2 separate regions of the Zea mays genome follow, and region 2 is linked to region 1. The links are chromatin contacts, called in public Hi-C maps. All regions are on one chromosome and are shown on one strand. The core of a region is the stretch at or near the end of the contact, and the rest is flanking DNA. Distances in the headings are between cores, read along the strand shown.

Region 1 (4,724 bases), core at 2,156-4,655:
TTAGAAACATACCTTTGCTCTTGATTTGCACTTTATTCATCCATAGGCATGAATTCATATTTAAACACTTGTGTTGACACTCAATCACCAAAATACTTAGAAATGGCCCAAGGGCACATTTCCCTTTCAGTACCCCCAAGACTCCTAATCTCAGCTGGTAACCCCCATCAGCACTAAGCTGCAAAGGCCTGATGGGTGCGATTAAGCCAAGGCTCGGTCCACTCAAGGGACACGACCTCGCCTCGCCCGAGCCCAGCCTCAAGCAAGGGCAGCCGACCCCGGAAGATTCACGTCTCGCCCGAGGCCCGGTCTTCGCCAAGAAGCAACCTTGGCCAGATCGCCACACCGACCGACCAAATCGCAGGAGCATTTAATGCAAGTATGGCCTGACATCCTATCATGTCATGCGCCCTTCAGTCGACAGAGCCGAAAGTGACCGCGGTCACTTCGCCGCTCCACTGACCGGCATGACAAGAAGACAGCGCCGCCTGCGTCGCTCCGACTGCTGTGCCGCTCGACAGAGTGAGGTTGACAGCGGCCAAGTCCGGCCTCGGGCGCCATAGGAAACTCCGCCTCGCCCGACCCCAGGGCTCGGACTCGGGCTCGGCCCCGGAAGACGACGAACTCCGCCTTGCCCGACCCCAGGGCTCGGACTCGGGCTCGGCCCCGGAAGACGACGAACTCCGCCTCGCCCGACCCCAGGGCTCGGACTCGGGCTCGGCCCCGGAAGACGACTAACTCCGCCTTGCCCAACCCAGGGCTCGGACTCGGGCTCGGCCCCGGAAGACGACGAACTCCACCTCGCCCGACCCAGGGCTCGGACACGACCTCGACCCCGAAAGACCGACTCGACCCCGACCTCGGAGGAGCCTCCGCCTCGCCCGACCCAGGGCTCGGACCGACCACGTCACAGGGGGGCCCATCATTACCCTATCCATAGCTAGCTCAGGCTACGGGTAACGGGACCGGCGTCCCATCTGGCTCGCTCCGAAAAACAGATAATGATGGCGCCCCGCGTGCTCCATGACGACGGCGACTCTCAAACCCTTACGGAAGCAAGGAGACGTCAGCAAGGACTCGACAGCCCCGACAGCTGTCCTCCCGCAAGGCTCCAACGCTCCTCCGACGGCCACAACATCATATGAACAGGATGCCAAAACCTCTCTGGCTGCCACGAAGGCATGTACTTAGGGCACTAGCTCCTCTCTGCTAGACACGACAGCGCATTGCTACACCCCCTCATTGTACGCCTGGACCCTCTCCTTACGCCTATAAAAGGAAGGACCAGGGCTCTCTTACGAGAAGGTTGGCCGCGCGGGAGGATGGGGCGACGTGTAGAGTCCCTCGCTCTCCCCCCACGCGGACGCTTGTAACCCCCTACTGCAAGCGCACCCGACCTGGGCGCAGGACAAACACGGAGGCCGCGGGCTTTCCCCTCTCTTCTGTCCCCCCTTCGTGCTCCGTCTCGCGCCAACCCATCTGGGCTGGGACACGCGGCGACAATTCACTCGTCGGTCCAGGGACCCCCCGGGGTCGAAACGCCGACAATGGGGTACACTAAACATCTACAGAGATAGAGGAGAGAATTATAGGTGTATATTCGGGCCGCCCAGCCTGGCCCGGCCCAAGCCCGAAAAGACCCATATTGTTTGAATTTCGGCCCGGCCTGGCCCGTTTGAATTTCGGGCCGGCCCATGGGCCTAGCCCTCGGCCCACGGCCTGACACGTAATTGCTTAAACGTGCGGGGCTTATTTCGGGCGACCCGAAATTCACATCATGGCACGAAATTCAGTTTTTGGCCCGAAATTCACATCACAGCCCTAAATTCAAAACAAATTTAATAAAACAAATAAAAAGATAAGACACATAAATTTGACCAAAAGCAAACTTAATATTTGTATTAAGTTACCAGAGCTATGCAATGACTAACTTGTTTACAAATCATTTTGTTAGAAGAAAAAAGAGTATAATCAGCTCTATACAAAGTTCGTAAGTTCAGTTTATTATCTAATGTTCATAACAAAAGTAAAATTACATCACATACTCTAATTCAAAGCTACAAAAAACATCTAAATAGCATTATCTCTAGCTTTGTGTTTTTTATCAAGTACATGAAAGTGTGGAATGAAGTGTGATTTTAATAAATATATGGCCTTTTCGTGCCTCTATATGAGCCATTTCGTGCCTGCCTTAAACGAGCCGTGCTCGTGCCCGCCCATGGGCCGCGACCTCGGACCAAACCCGGCCCGATATATCGGGTCGTGTCAGCCTGACACTAAATTATTTCGGGTCGTGCCATGCCTGGGTGTATTTTTTTTTGTGCTTCGGGCCGGCCCATCAGACCCGGCCCAAATATACACATATAGAGAGGATGGCTGATGGCCTGCGCTGCAGCCAGTCTTAGAGTCGGTGTGCAATAGCGACGACGACACCGAGAGTGCATTAGCTAGGTGATGGTCTTTCCATCGCTAGCCGTATTAGAGTAGATCAGGTCCCTAGGTTTATGGGGCGAGGAATGTTAACCAATAATCCAATGTATTGTTATGCATGCAATCATAATACAAGAAGTCCCCTCTTTGACCGGATTCACATAAGATCAATCCAACAGAGAGGTGGCCTGGACCTGTGAGCTGCAGTGTTCTAAACTCTGATCTCTAGTTCGTCCGTCTATCAGTTTACAGGAGAAAAACTGTTGAAATTAACCGCTGAGCACTCCAATCCTAGCCAAGTGTTAATAAGGTAGCGTTCGATCTGACGCGACAAGGAAATCTCAACAGACGACGCGACGGTTAATTTGCGGTCGTTCCTTGAGAAGAACACACAAGATCATATCACAACACTGCAGGGGGGGCGGGCGCGGGCTTCAGTCTGTAATACGTACGTTGGAGATAATTGGCTGGCTGCATCATCTCAGTAGTCTCAGTCATGAGTCATGATTCCTGAATCCTGACGAGGGTGCACTCAGATCGAACGGTTCAAAAAAAAAATGAGCGCGCTGGACGCCGGAGAAAATACATGTACGTCCGTCCAGAGCGAGAGCAAGCAGCTAGCGGGGCCATACGTCAAAAAGGGCGATTCCTTTGCCTGCACTCTAAAATCCAGGCGGACCCAACTCTTTGTACATGACCAGGCAAAAGCGGCCGCTGGCTGGCGCTAATAAGCCCCGCCTTTTTCTCCGTCTCCTGTCAACACCCTTTCGATCATCATCGTCACCTAATTCTCGCTCCGCCCCGGTTTTTTCTTGTCACTGGGAAAAAAAGGGAAAATATCATGTCGCCACCTAATAAATTGCAAGGAAGGAAGGAAGGAATGCAACCACCGTCGTCAGTACTGTACTGTCCTCCTCCTCCTCGCTATATAACCCTTCATTCCTGCCGCGTGTTGTAGCTATAGCTCTAGCTAGCTATCTTGCTGCGGCCGGCCATATATAACAACCGTACGTCCTCGATCTCTCGTCCGAGATCGATCTGCGTGCCAAGGGAAGGGAGATGGGGGCGGCGCCGCCATCGTCGTGGCTTGCGTTCATCCTGTTCTTCGGCACGTTGGTAGCGTTGCCGCAGTCGTCACACGGCGGCGGCACAACCAGACACTACACCTTCAACGTAAGTGCATTTCACTCATCAACCAATTAAGCAGCCGCCGTTCGTCCATGCATGCTGTGTGTTCTTATGTACGTATACTTGCTGGCTAGGACTAGGAGTACCCACATGCATGCATGCATGCACGCACGCACGCAGTGATTTAGCTATAGCTGCTAGTAGTTCTTGTTGTTGATGCATGGTCGTCTGTTCTTCCATCGTCTATATATGAAGGAAGTTTGGGACGACGGACGTGACAGGGTCTATATATCATCTGCCGTTTCGAATCATGTCATGTGTGGTGTGGGCTTGTGTGTGGCATATATGGCAGGTGACGATGAAGAAGGTGACGCGGCTGTGCACCACCCGCGCCATCCCGACGGTGAACGGCCAGTTCCCCGGCCCCAAGATAGTCACCAGGGAGGGCGACCGCGTCGTCGTCAAGGTGCTGAACAATGTCAAGGACAACGTTACCATCCACTGGTAAACTTTCTCTTCATGTATATAGTAATTAGTATACATATATATATAGCGATCTGCCCTGCAGCAACGACGACGAACTGCCATGTTTCTTTGCACCAACGACGCGACGAACTGCAGCAGTAACCTAGATCATCATTCGCAAAGCTGCCATGTTTCAACGGAGAAATCATCGTTTCGTACCTCTGTCTCGATCCTGCTGGTTGGTGTCAGCAACTAATTAATAACAAGCAGCGTCTACCACCTTTTTATTTGTTTCCTGGATGCGATCAGCAGCTAGCTCGCCATCCTTTCAGTTAGCAAAGGACCAAGTGGGCAGCAGCCTAGTTTCAGGTCTTTCAGGACGTGCCAATGCAATATAATGCAGCTGATATATATTTGCATGCCCGTACTGATGCTTTTGTGTGCCTTCCCTCTGGGTGCGTGCGATGCAAACTGCATATACGTACACGCGAACGAATTGAACAACAGGCACGGCGTTCGGCAGCTGCGCACGGGGTGGTCGGACGGGCCGGCGTACGTGACGCAGTGCCCCATCCAGACGGGGCAGAGCTTCGTGTACAACTTCACCATCACGGGGCAGCGGGGCACCCTGTTCTGGCACGCGCACGTCTCCTGGATGCGCGCCACGCTCTACGGGGCCATCGTCATCCTCCCCAAGCGCG
Region 2 (4,578 bases), core at 467-2,966, 64 kb before region 1:
CTAACTGACTCTATAATCCACGCCCTTGATCGGTGGGTACCTAACCATGGTGTAGCCTCGGTCACACAACACTATATAAATAGGATTAAGTGGGCTGACGTGTTAGCTAACGCTAATTGCTCGCACCAAAACCCTAATCCACATTCACAGTGAGACCCATCTCCTGCTAGGCATGCGTAGTGACTGGAAGAGCTATAACAAGAAATGGTGGAGTTAGAGAATGATAGCGTCCCAATGGGAATTGGATTTGAGCTCCCGCCACCAGTGCAGGGAACTCGGGATCCTTCACCTCAACCTCAACCGTAAGGAGATGGCCACGAAGAGGCAGGAGCGCATTTAAGACGCCGCGGCCATCGTGTCGCGGCTATGAACAACAACAATGAATGTATATGAACCCTAACCTCTCAGTATAATAAGATCTACTCTTCATCGAAAATCTCCCCTAGTACGGATTTTTATTCTAGGGGCTTAGGTATGATCCTAGGCACCCACAGTATCGATGAATAGTATCGAAGCCACCTAAGTACCCTAGATCTCCTAATCCACGAGTTTTAAGATCAAATAAGGGGTTCTCGGGTCAATTGATTGGGCTCAGTTTTACTTTATTGCTTAATCACCTCGAGAAAATAGAAAACAAACAAGAAAAGGTTAGAAAGAATCTGATCTCAGGCTAGGGTTTTCCTAACCCCAAGTTCTTATGTTTGGTCAAGTCAAAGACTCAGTGAGTCTCATGGCTAAGAACCGGTAAACCGACATTAAAGACGGTGGCCTTATGGTTAGGGTTTTTCCTAACCCAAATCCCAAACCCATGTCACAGAGACTGCGAAAGGGATCAGGATCCGAAGATCCATGGTCAACTATCAGCGAGACAGTAAAAAACGCTACGAACTGGTTAGGGTTAGAAACCCTAACGGTTTTCACCCCAAAAACTGACCAGATCAAGCACATAGAAAGTGTTGTCAAAGTACCCCGAAGGGTCTTAGGACTGAATCCATCACAGAAAAACGCAAAGGGGGCCGAATCCACGTCATAAAACCTCCAAAACTCAATCTCAACTTTATAATAGATCCATTTCATACATTCATTCGCACAGAGAGAAGGATTCAAGCAAGGAGGATTAGATTCAGGCGTGCACAGTTCACCGGTATCGACATAGAAGCATCCACTTACCTCCTCGCCGTTAAGGACGACCGCCGGTGCCCGACCGACGACTGCACGCCCACCCACCCGAGACTAAAGAGAAATTTTGTGAAGGCTATACCATAGGTTTTGAGATTAAAGAGAAAATTCTTCGAACTCAAAACAATGCCTTCACCGAGATCATTTGTGTTGATATATAACAAATAAGATCAGATCGTACTATATCGTCTTTCTAAGTTTTTGTAATAGTGACTTCAGCCATTATAATTTAAATTCAACAATATTCATATGTGGAGATACCATGCACTGAAAACTGAACATAAATGAAAAAACATATGAACTGAATTAATGAGTTTGTCGCGGTTTGATAGAGACTACAAAATACCTACATATACATATATTGTGTCAGAAAATGAATAACTAAGACGACCTATGCCTCCTATAGGACTTTATTAGTTCGTGTAGGAGTACCCGGTTCATTGACTATAGTTAGTAATGCTAAGCCTAGTAGGACCGGTCGATCGTCCGAGTAGGATGGCGCGTCACTTTCCCGGCAGCAACCTAAAAGCCATGCACATCAGATCATCAGATACATGTCCTGTCGCCTGTCGCCAACCAGAAACCCTCTTCCTTGTGCCGCTGTGCGTGCGTGTGTGTTCCAGGTTGTACAATGAGAGCAGATTAGTGTAGTTTTACTTAAAGTCGTTTCCTTGATGTCCAAGACAGACATGGCGAGGGAGTCCAGACAAGAGACAAGAACAAGAGCTTGCAAAAGGACATGTTCCCAAACCACACACTAACACATGGCGCTTTGCTTGCTAACCCTGCAATGGAAATTAAGGGGCGCGAGGAACTACGCTGACATAACAGTACCAGTACCAGTGTATGCAGACTCTGTGTTTTTTTTCTAGCTTCAGATTGCAGTAACTTCATGCACAGCGGTGACCAGAGTCTATTATCAGCTGTTTACAGTGACATTCTAACTGCACTCTGCGTTGCATAGCCTTGTGCCTCTGCTGCGGGTTGTCGGATGAAGCAATATTATGGCATGCCAAAATTCTAGGTCAGCTACTTGAGTCGGTGTGCCGCGACGGCGACGCTGAGGGTAAAAAACATAAGCCTTCCCCTCACTAATTGTGTTAAAGTAGATTGGATCTTGTTTAGATTTATAAGGGTGAGAAGGTATTGACGACACACCGGACAGTGAACAATGAATGTCTGGTGCATATCGGACAGTCCAATGTGTGCACTAAAATTCATTTCAGCGAATTCGTCGCTCTCGGGTTTCTCGGGGGCAGAGGGGCTGCCCTGGGGCTGGCTGGCCCCACTGTCAGAGGGTGCACTAGATAGTCCGGTGCCCCTAAGACAGCAAACCCAATTTCTTTTACTTAGGTTTTTCCAAACCGGTTTCGTTCTAACTTGTGAGTGTGTTGTAGAGTGACACCTAGCACTAGATGTGAGTGTGAATATGCACCAACACTACACTAGAACTCTCTTGGTCAAACTACTCATCCACAACACCTCTTTATAGTACGGCTAAAACAAAAATAGAAGACCTAATTCTATACCAAGTGTCCACAACTCCTTGGACACTCAGAATATGAAGACCTTCATCTTTTGATTCGCCTTTTCAGCCGTCGCTTCAAGTTCTCATCTGAGGGATTGTTTTCACCGTTGCAACGCAACCTCCTGTAATGCGACCTAACTTACCATTTGCTCTGCAAAACACACATTAGTCACATATAATCTTATGTTGTCATTAATCACTAAAACCAACCAGGGGCCTAGATGCTTTCAATCCTAGAGGAGCCAGAAGCGGGGCACCATTTACGCGTGGAGAAGGCCTATGGCTCTCTATGGAGTTACTCGACCGTGGTGCTTGGCCCTCGTGTGGGCTACCCTTTGCATGGGAGCACCAACGAGGATTAGTCAGGACCTTGCGTGGTTCCGGATACCTCGGTAAAAATACCGACGTCATCCATGAGAGTTTGCATCTCTACCTTTTCTCTTTACCTTCCACATTTAAATTAAGTACTTAGCTTTCAATCTCTCTATTCCTAGTATAGAATATTTAGGATTGTAACTTAGGTTACATAACTACTTTTGCGGTAGAGATAACAACACTTAGACAAAACCTATTTTGCACATTCTAGTTTACTTATTTACATAAGTCCTAATTCAGCCCCCCCCCTCCGTCTTAGGCGCTTGTGTTCCTTTTCAATTAGTATCAAAGACCGGTTTGGTTCATTTGGAACATTTTATCATCACCGCTAATAGACCCGACACTTTTTAGAGAAAGGGGATGGATACCCATAGACCACCACATTTTGACAATACTAATTTCCCCCACTATATTGCTAGAATGGCTTGTTACCTACAAGTAGTTGATCTAAGTGTTTGGAGAGTCACTCGCGATGGTATGAAACCATCTAAGAATCCCGAGAAGCTCAGCGCGAGTGACAAAAAAGAAAGTCATTTAAATGCTAGAGCCAAAAATTGCTTGCATGAATCTCTTAGCATGGACATTTTCAATCAAGTATTTACTTTGGAAAATGCTAATGAGATTTGACTAAAATTATGAGAGCTCCATTACGACACATCTAATGTCTGTGAGCAAATACATTGCCTAGTCTTGAATGGATATAATTCTTTTACAATGAAAGAAAATAAGCTTATTAGAGATATGTATTCTCGTTTGAATCTTATCATTAATGAGCTTAATTCTATTGGAAATATTAAACTAGGTGATGCAGATATTGTGAGGAAGATCATCCCCTTTTACCATAACAAAAATATGGCAACATCATCAGCATCCTTCACGACTTGGAGGGCTTGAGCTAAATAACCCCGACGCTCGTGATCGGAAAAATTGTGGCATTTGAGATGTCACAAAAAATGTGTCAATAGGAGGCCACTTCATCAATGTTGTTGGGGTTGTGCTTCGGTGCGCCGAAGGTCTCACACGAAGAAACAGCTTCGGCTGAAGTCGTCTCCAAGAGATGGCCGAAGGTCCCTTTTCATGGAGCTTCGGCGTTTTAAACCGACATAGAGATAGAATGACCTTTTTATACATATAGGTCTGAGTCAATGCTGTAAACTTTCGCAAGGGACATAATTGTAATTTGTCACAGGCTGCGACCTGTGCCTATAAATAGATGAACAGTACCTCTGTACTGTTCACGTGAACCTGTCATTTGCTTTCACATCACGCTTGTACTTTTGCCTTCTGCAGGACCGAAGGTACATTTGTAATTCAAAATCATTTATATTCATTAATACAAGTAGAGATAATTTTGTGACGATATTTAAATGTTTATTTCATATTCTATGATTTATGTGAATGCTTCATTCTTTGTTGTTATGCTTACGAAGGTATGTCCTTCGTAACCTTCGTCCGAGATGCTTTATATCCCGAAGGGATATATCGTTATGGAGGAC

Evidence for each region. A called contact is a pair of places that touch in the nucleus more often than the background predicts.
Region 2: a Hi-C map of tassel shows a contact between it and region 1, with 5 times the contacts expected there. The contact joins the enhancer-like site here to the promoter of LOC100193025 in region 1. A contact is called at or near these places in 4 of 25 Hi-C or Micro-C datasets (ear, endosperm, leaf and 1 more).

What each region holds. Positions count from the first base shown.
Region 1 is chr1:39,863,345-39,868,068 of Zm-B73-REFERENCE-NAM-5.0, reverse strand. It overlaps LOC100193025 (putative laccase family protein), which reads left to right and starts at 3,405. Exons shown (of 6, transcript NM_001138193.1): 1 at 3,405-3,603; 2 at 3,911-4,062; 3 at 4,531-4,724. The coding sequence starts at 3,490.
Region 2 is chr1:39,926,294-39,930,871 of Zm-B73-REFERENCE-NAM-5.0, reverse strand. No RefSeq gene overlaps it. Among protein-coding and RNA genes, the nearest start is that of LOC100193025, 64 kb to the right of the region's middle. Within about 2 kb of position 1,716, at least 6 of the 20 cell types and tissues checked have an H3K27ac peak or open chromatin away from gene starts, as enhancers often do. A contact at or near this core is called in tassel, where this site is marked.